Regions from separate parts of the Gossypium hirsutum genome. Here region 1 is linked to region 2. The links are chromatin contacts, called in public Hi-C maps. All regions are on one chromosome and are shown on one strand. The core of a region is the stretch at or near the end of the contact, and the rest is flanking DNA. Distances in the headings are between cores, read along the strand shown. Region 1 holds the start of LOC107916542 (F-box only protein 6). Region 2 has its middle 2.7 kb from the start of TRNAS-UGA.

Evidence for each region. Hi-C and Micro-C count contacts between places; a contact is called where the count stands out from the background.
Region 1: a contact with region 2 is called in a Hi-C map of leaf, with 8 times the contacts expected there. The contact joins the promoter of LOC107916542 here to the enhancer-like site in region 2. A contact is called at or near these places in 5 of 34 Hi-C or Micro-C datasets (callus, hypocotyl and leaf).

The regions. Positions count from the first base shown.
Region 1 is chrA01:94,346,612-94,351,276 of Gossypium_hirsutum_v2.1, forward strand. LOC107916542 (F-box only protein 6) reads right to left here and starts at 1,693. Exons shown (of 2, transcript XM_016845812.2): 1 at 1,268-1,693. The coding sequence starts at 1,422.
Region 2 is chrA01:93,844,594-93,848,751 of Gossypium_hirsutum_v2.1, forward strand. No RefSeq gene overlaps it. Among protein-coding and RNA genes, the nearest start is that of TRNAS-UGA, 2.7 kb to the right of the region's middle. Within about 2 kb of position 1,273, at least 4 of the 9 cell types and tissues checked have an H3K27ac peak or open chromatin away from gene starts, as enhancers often do. A contact at or near this core is called in leaf, where this site is marked.

The DNA.
Region 1 (4,665 bases), core at 443-2,942, 500 kb after region 2:
TCTGTACTTTTTAGTCAGTTTTATGGATCCAGAATATGTGCAACAGGATGTTTAAGGTATCGTTTGAACAGAGTAAACTCAAATCATTGCACAGCCAAAGACCTCTATTCATCCAGCTATACCAACAGTATGTTGACAGCAATATCAACTAAATGCACTAATAATAGAAACTTTCAACCATACGCTCTGTTACATTGCCATGAATGCTTTTGCATAAAGAATACCCTGTAAAAGAAGACTGACAGAGAGAGAGAGACCTATGATGAATTATCAACAAGGGAATTGACAAATGAGCAAAGGCAAGCAGAGCATTATAAATTAACCAGAGAGCTAGGCCACTCAACATTCATTCATACAATCTTTAAGGAGAACTTCCAAGAGTAGTACAACAACTCTTTGTTACTCGAAACACCCAGGACGTTGTTGAATTAACTAGTAAATTAACTTTCTATTTTCCTTTGCGTGTAGGAACGTGAAGGAAAATTGAAAGGAGCTGATTAGTCAGTGGACTAAAAATTAATCAAGAATTATAAGTTTAAGTTCATGTTCTAAGGAAATCATATAGTAAACAGATACAAATGAGATTCCATCTTCATAGTCAATCATAATCATGCTAATCAACTAAGAAGAAAGATATTCAAGCATCAATTATCAAAAGGCAATCGCCAACAAGTTCAAAATTGACCATCACAATATGTAAAACTTAAAAAAAAAAAACACAGCAGCATGAACACTTAATAAAGATGAGAGGAGGGTTTTGGGGGAGGGGACAAAGCAAACTGAAAATTGAAAAAAAGGGAAAGGAAAACAAAGGCAAAAAGGGGTAAAAAAAAAAAGAAACTACATGATTGGAATACGATGAAAGATACATGCTGAAAACTAAAATTTTGAATGAACTTACTATTTTCGTCAAAAAGAGGTATAAAATAGTTTAGTAATGTAAAAAATGGCCAAAAATTCAAATGCAGTAAACATGCGAAATCCCCTGAAAATAAAAATTAACAAAACGGCAGTGGCATAACAGAAAATAAACAAAAATCTAAACAACGAGAAATGCAAGGAAGAGAAATTAACATTATCGGATAACAAAGGTAATCTACCATTAATCCACCTCATTACACTCCCCCCCCCCAAAAAAAAATACAGAATCCTAGATGAATAAATCTGACAAGAATTCAAAATTAGCACATAAAAAAAATGTGAGGCGAGAGAAGAAAAACAGAAAATTGAAGAGATCTATGTAAAGAGAGAAGGAAAGGAAACGAACCTGCGGTGGTGGTCGTGGAAAGGATGAGGCAGTTGGTGGAGGTGAAGAAGGTGAAAAGGAGAGGACGGAGGAAGCGGCGGAGGAGGAGAGCCGTAGAGATGCAAGAGGTCTTGAAGCTGACCGATGAGCTGCCTAAGCATGGCCAGCCCTTCCATGCCCCAATAACCCCTCCCCTACTCCAACACCACCAACAAAAAATGCTGCTCCCTTTCTCCCTTTGTTGAGAGTTAGCCAGTCATCTGTTTACACGTCAGTGGCATTATTACGATAATTTCTTGTAATAATTCTGACCCGCACGCAACTTTGTCATTGTAATGAATGATCCCACTTGATTTTCACTCCAATATGTATGTATGTATGCATGCATCTACCTTCTTTTCCACTTTTCTCCTTTCTTTTCATTTTTGCCCTTTCCTCTTCTCTTGTATATAAAATATTTTTTATTTGAATTAAATAATATAAATTTATTTTAACTTTTTGAATAATAAAGGTATATTCATAAGAATTTACTAGCATTGAAGTGAAAAGAAAAGGCCAAAAGATTTTAGATTTGGGCCTATAATCATTTTAGTATCCACCATACCCATCCATACTTATTTTTTTCCAATTTAAGTTTTATTTTGATTATATTTTAAGTATGATTTGATTATTTCAGTGCATTTAGATTTATCGAATACTTATTTTTTCGATCTTAAATTAATATCAAGTAATTTATGTTTCATTTTGATTATATTTTAGGTATAATTTAATTGTTTCGGTACATTTAAATTTATTTAATCAAATATCGATTTGTATTGATGCGTACAAATTTATACTAGTTGATACAATTTTTAATCTTTTCACCTTAATATAATTACATTTAAAAAATAATATAATCATTTAATTAAAATTTGAAACCTAGGCCTTATTTTGATAATCAATTGAAAATATTAAATCAATTAAAATAAATATTTTTAGTGATTTAGCTTTTTAAGTACTTTTCAGAATCAATAATAATAATAATCAAATAATAGAAATTTTCAACTAAATTAGAAAGATATGTTTTTTTTAATTAGCCTTTTAGACCTTTTTTTAAATTAGGGAAATAGGTCTTTTTTAGAGGACGTGTTTTCCTTCAACGATCATTTTCCCAACAACTTTTTAAATATTGGCAACAGTAAAAATTTTAAGGGCTACCGGTAATTTTTTTCCTTTAAATACAAAGCCATTTTTTATTTTTTCACTAAAATTCAACTCTCTGTATTCTCTCTCAACTCTCAACTCTCTCAATTCTCTCAATTTTCTCAAGTTTTGTTCTAAAATTTTCAATGCGCTTGTTTAAAAATATTATATTTTTATTTAATTTTTTCATATATTATTCGTTTCGATTAATTTTTCACGAATGGCAAGCCCTCTGATTCGTTTCGACGACAGGCACATTTTAGCTGCTCAAGCGATACTGGTAAGACAAAATTTTAAATTTCATTTTTTCAATGAAGTTAAATTTAAAGTTTTTTATTTTTTAAAATATTTTAAATTAATTTATTTTTCAATATAAATAGGCGAATGATTGTGTTTTGGAGGGGTTCATACATACCTTGTCAAAAAGCTCTAACATCGAAATTTGTAGTTACTTGTAAGACATATGATTCTTGCATGCGTCTCGTATACTTAGGGGCTACAAACTCGATCCTACACTCATTAGCACATTAGTGGAAAGATAGAGGCCCAAGACACACTCTTTCCATTTTTCATGCGTCAAGTGTACAATCACACTTTCTATTTTTCATGTGTCGGTGGTTGTCTGCTCCTGGTGCAATCATGGGTCTGGTGTAGGCTACCATTTCTATGTCCCTGGGTGGACGACCCATATATGTTCCCATTAGTGATGTAAAACCCCTTACCGTACCCGAGATTGGGACTAGGTACGAGGCGTTACCATACATGTACTTGGACATTTTTGGAAATACGAGTTATAAAATTTCTTTCCAATTTGAACCCAATCAAACAACATCTTAGTGTCCCTATTATGGGTCTACAGGGCCCAAAACATACATTGAAAATGGTCCGGAATCAAACCAAGAGCTTGAGAAAGTTCCTGGAAAATTTGCTAGGTTAAGCCTCACACGTCCGTGTAGAGATAATGGACACACCCGTGTGCTTTGGGACACGCCCGTGGCCTTTGCCCGTGTGGAATTAATTGAATTTATTTCTCATTTCGAACCTACAGGGGTTTTCACACGGCCAAACACACGCCCATGTCCCTGGCCCGTGTCCTTCACACGGCTTAGACACACCCGTGTGGTCGCCCGTGTCCAAAAAATTGAGCATTCTATTAATGACGTCAGCATGCATTTAGGGACACACGGCCAAGACAAACGCCCGTGTGCTAGGCCGTGTCCGTCACACGGTTGAGACACACGGCCGTATCTCTACCGGTGTGTTTACTACCATGTATTCTGACTTAATATTTTTAGGTGCAGGGGACACACGACCATATCACACGCCCATGGGGCGATCCATGTGTCACACATGACCTAAACATACGCCCGTGTATCTACCCGTGTAAACCTTGTTGTGCTATTTTCCAAGCCTTAGGTCACCCTCTAATAACCATATCCACTTATAGTTTTCAATAACACTTGACATGGTCTAATTATACTCTTAAATGACCTTAGTATGCCTCATTGCATGTAAACCTCGTCTCATCGGTTTTTATACATGCTAGGTTATCCCCTTTATATTAAGGATTTCCATGACTTGTAACTCAATTAAGCTTGGCTCGTTATCTTAACTCATTGCCAAATTGTGGCCTAACCACCCCATGTGATTTGGTCACATTACATGTGTTTAAATTTGATATGCCATATTTCATCCTCACTAGCACAACTGAACACAAGCATGCATGAAATTTGTAGGTCATAACCTACATCATTATGAGCCAATTCCATGGCCACATACAAGTGAATATGTATACCTTTACAAGCCTTCGTAGTGGCTAATCAAATGACACATGTAACAAAATAACAAAAGCCCTATAGATGCCATTGAACAAAATAAGAGCATCTATATACCAAAGCTAGACAATATGATAGTGTGTTGATTTTTCAACCGTCTCCCAATCTTCGCAAGTACGTAAGCTCTATAAGACAGGGAAAAGAGAGGGCTAAGTATTTACATGTTTAGTAAGCCCGAATAACTAGAAAGTAAACTTACCGATTAATTAGCATGCATTCATATTAGGCAATAAAACCAACAAGTATGAAATAGTTTCCCTATCACATGCACTTAAACCGACAAGTTAGTTCCATAACATGATGTAATATGTCTTAGATGAGCTCATCATCCAACATTTTCATTTTCATATCTCATGTTAATCCCGTTGAGTTTCTCGAAAGTCTCGATGGATTATCCATCTA
Region 2 (4,158 bases), core at 23-2,522:
AAATTTTCACATCTTATTTTCATACGAATATCACATATTTCATACGAATATCACATATTTCATATAATCACATAACATGAAAATGAAATATGCATATTTTTCATATTATTAGCAAACATCAATATCACACAACATACATTTCATAAGTATACGGTTTAAGAAAAACACTTACTTGATAGAAATTCATAAGGATGACTTATCTCACTTTATGGATACATATAGTATCCCCATCAAACAACATTATTTTAATTGCAACATTTTTATCAATATAATAATATTCTTAATTAATTTAGTGTTAAAACTCACACTTGATCCGATGTGTAATTAATCTCCCAGAACACCCAGTCAAGGATCTACAATTAGATTTCCTAATCAAACAACAAATGGCGATCTTGAGTTAAGACTATCATCTTTAAGGTTAATACAACAAATCGATTATCAATTATTATTAACACTTATCCTTAAAAGATCTCTCAGATTAGCGATTTAATCCCAACGGCTAACGGCCTCTCAAGTTGATGTCGAGTGACCCCTCTACACATAATATGTATGAAATATTAATCATTATGAAAATAAATCACTAAGGTCCTCCCTTAAGTTATCGGCCATGGGAAAATAATAGAGAGGAGAAACTATTTCTACACTCCTTTAATACTTACTCTAACATGAATGAAACGGATGATCAACGAAACGATTTGATCACGAATCAAAGGAGAAGAAATGATCTAAGAAGTGGATTTATTCGAAAATAAATCCAAGGAAAGGTAGAGTTCAAATTAGGATTTAAATAAAATAAAATAAAAATAATGAGTATTTGAAATGAATAAGAAAACAAGAAGAGATCTCCACTGTCGGTGATGGTGCTACGGTGGTGACGGCGACAATGATCCTTGATAAAGGCACAGTTCTGGTGGAGGGCAAAGAAAAGAGGTGGGTTCGATCACTTCTTTTAAAAAAGAGAGAATAGAATAAAAAAATAAGAAAAAGATAAAATGCACGGTGGTGCACGGTGGGTGTTATGGTGGAGGAGGCGACGCTTGCAGAGAAAAGGGAAGGGAAGATGCGGCAAGGCAGTGGCTTGACGATGAGGTGGTGGTGGTGCAAGGCTAGCTACGGTGGAGGAGAAGAGAAAAGAAAATAAAAAGAAAAATGAAGGGTAACCAAAAAGAGAGAAAAAATGAAAAAGGGAGAGGTTGCGGATGAGCTAATGGTGGGATAGTAATGAGAGGGAGGGTATGCCAAATTGGGTGAGAAGGATTATGGTCAACCATGTCTAGGTTCATTGAACCTCACACAAGGCATTTGTAAACAGAAAAGGGAAGAGAAGGAGACAAGGGAGTGAAAAAGAGGATTATGTTTGGTTAAACATGGAATGTTGACTAACAAAAGATGGAAAAAAAACTCCCTAAGCAAGGCATGTATGGGTGGACGGCAAAGGTGTTTTTAGGACTTAGGAATTTCACCAAAAAAATTAATTAAAAATATGTTAAATTGGTGACTTAAACTTAGGACCTCTAAGATAACTTTGGAGCACTCAACCACTAGGCCAATCATTTGTTTTTAACTTAGCACATAGTAAGTAAAATATATGGCATGTGACTAATTCATTTAAATTATTCGAATTTTGGGGCCCAACTTATATTTTAATGATTCATTAGGCAATAGCTTATGAAAAGTTCATGCAGAGATTACTCTCCCTCATTTTAAAGCTTTATTTCTAAACTTTTCAAAGCATGCATATACATATATTTATCATTTATGGCACTTATTTTCAATTGGATCCATCCATTCCATTGTAATTTCCTTAACTAGGGCATATACTTTTAGAGTACCTTATCAATTTAAATTCTCATTTTCTTAGCTATACATTTACCTTATTTTCATCCATTTTAGTAATAAAACATTTAGTTCTTGACCTTAACTTTTGCTTTTATCCATCTATAGTCACATTTAAAATTAATTATCAACATTTAATCCATTATCGCCTATAATAAACTTTAGTAAAACTGACTCGCATATACAAGACTCCTTCACCACACCAATGAGCACTAAAGTGCTAAACTGTAAAATAGCATAAAACATCCCTCCACCACACTAAAGAGCTCATAAGACCATAAACTACACCACACCATAATGCAAATAAGTGCAAGGCCCAAAGGTGATAAAAAGTGCACATAAGCGTGAAACCTATGACAAAACTCTAACACGCTATAGCCCTTAATTGGCATGTCAATTGTATGTTAACATTTTACTAAGTCTAGTAAGGCACATTATGATATTTACTCATATCATATATCCATATAAATCGTCACTACACTTATTTATTTTTTATAATCATTTCCACAATGGGTCATTATGACATAATATGTCTATATTTAGCAAAATTTAATCTTTCAAAACAGAATTGCCTACTTGAGTAGCTGTCAATAAATTATTTATTTGTCAATCCAAAAAATTCAAAATAAAAATCTGTTCGATATTTTAAAAATTATACTCTTGAACCTTTCAACCACAAAATTTCCAAAATTTATGCTTTTACACATGCTAGCAAATTTTAAAGGTTAGGGCAGAGTTGCTGGCCTACTACCAAACAACTGTGACCTCTCTTCATTCAAAAATAATTTAATTTTAAAATATAATTTATAAAAATTCACCATTTATTTTATTAGAAACTATACTTAATAAGAGTTTTATAAATATAAGACTTGTGTTCTAATTCATTTTATACAATTCTTAACAAATTTTCAAAATCGAAACAAAGGATGCTACTAACAAATTCAACCTTCCCTCATAGTTATCTCTTATTGTATAATTTGGATGCAAGTTCTGTTTGTTCCAATGAAAACTAGACTCTATAAGATTTAAAACCATATGTGGCTTAACTTCTAATTCAATTTCTTAATTTTTGGTGAATTTTCGAAGTCACACTACTATTGCTGTCCAAAATTGTGTTAGTACAAATGTTGATAACCAAATTATTCAAGTCACATATTAAACACATTCACCCAAAAACACATTTCATATTTATTTATATAATAAATCACATGTTTATTACACTATTTTCATATTAATAACTTAAATTTATTATTATCCTAAACATTTTAGCATAAGAAAAGTAAGAATATCCAATGATACTTACCTCTTGGAAGCCTAAATACTGAAAATCAAGTTAGAATATCCAGTGATACTTACCTCTTGGATGCCTAAATACTGAAAATCAAGTTTCCAAATACTTGTTTGCATTTTCTCAATTCTCATACAAAAAATATATCAAAATATTAATAGCAAAATTTTCTGAGCTTTCTCATAACCATTAAATTCGAATATCGAGCTAGGAGAGTTAGAAAAAAAACCATTCTTACCTTGATGAAACTTTCTATCTCTATCTTCATTTTCTCATACTAAAACTCCTTTAACCCTAGGCTACCACTAAATAAACTGATGGAGGAATTTAGCTTAGGAGGTTGTTTCATGGAACTTTTGACAAAATCTCAAGGTGGTATTTTTTAGAGAACATGAAGAAAAAGGCAAGAAAATGAAAAAAAAGAAGGGAACTAGCCATGGGAGGCTACTACCTACTTGGAAAAGAGAAAAATGAAGGCTGATGAGGTTCTTTTTCCTCATAAAAAGACCAACAAATGGACCCGAGGCCCATGTTCAACTATTCAAGTCCAATTTTTGTGATCCAATTCTTTAATATGAGGTTCCAACAATCCAAAATATTTTCAAATATAAAATATCACACTTAAATATTATTTCCATCATAAAAGTCTCGAGAATTGATCAAATTACCCTTTCATAGCAAAATTACTATTTTGCCCCTTTTGTCCATTTTCACTATTTCTTCTCAAAATTTTATACTTAGACCAATTCAAATTCATATGTAAAATTCATAATAATTCTTCAATATAACTCCATAAGCAACAAGAATTATAGTTTTTCTCTTTTCTCACTAACAATAGGAAAATAACAATTTAGTCCCTCTACTTCTAGTTCTTTTTAATTTAGTCCTAAAAGTGATTTTCACACTACCGAGTCATATTCCAATTTATTTTCATGTCAAATAGGCAATAAAAACTCTTAATTTCATTTTTTTAATTTTTCATTTTAGTCCTTTAACATTTCAATATTTGTTATTTAGTCCTTTCATCACATTTT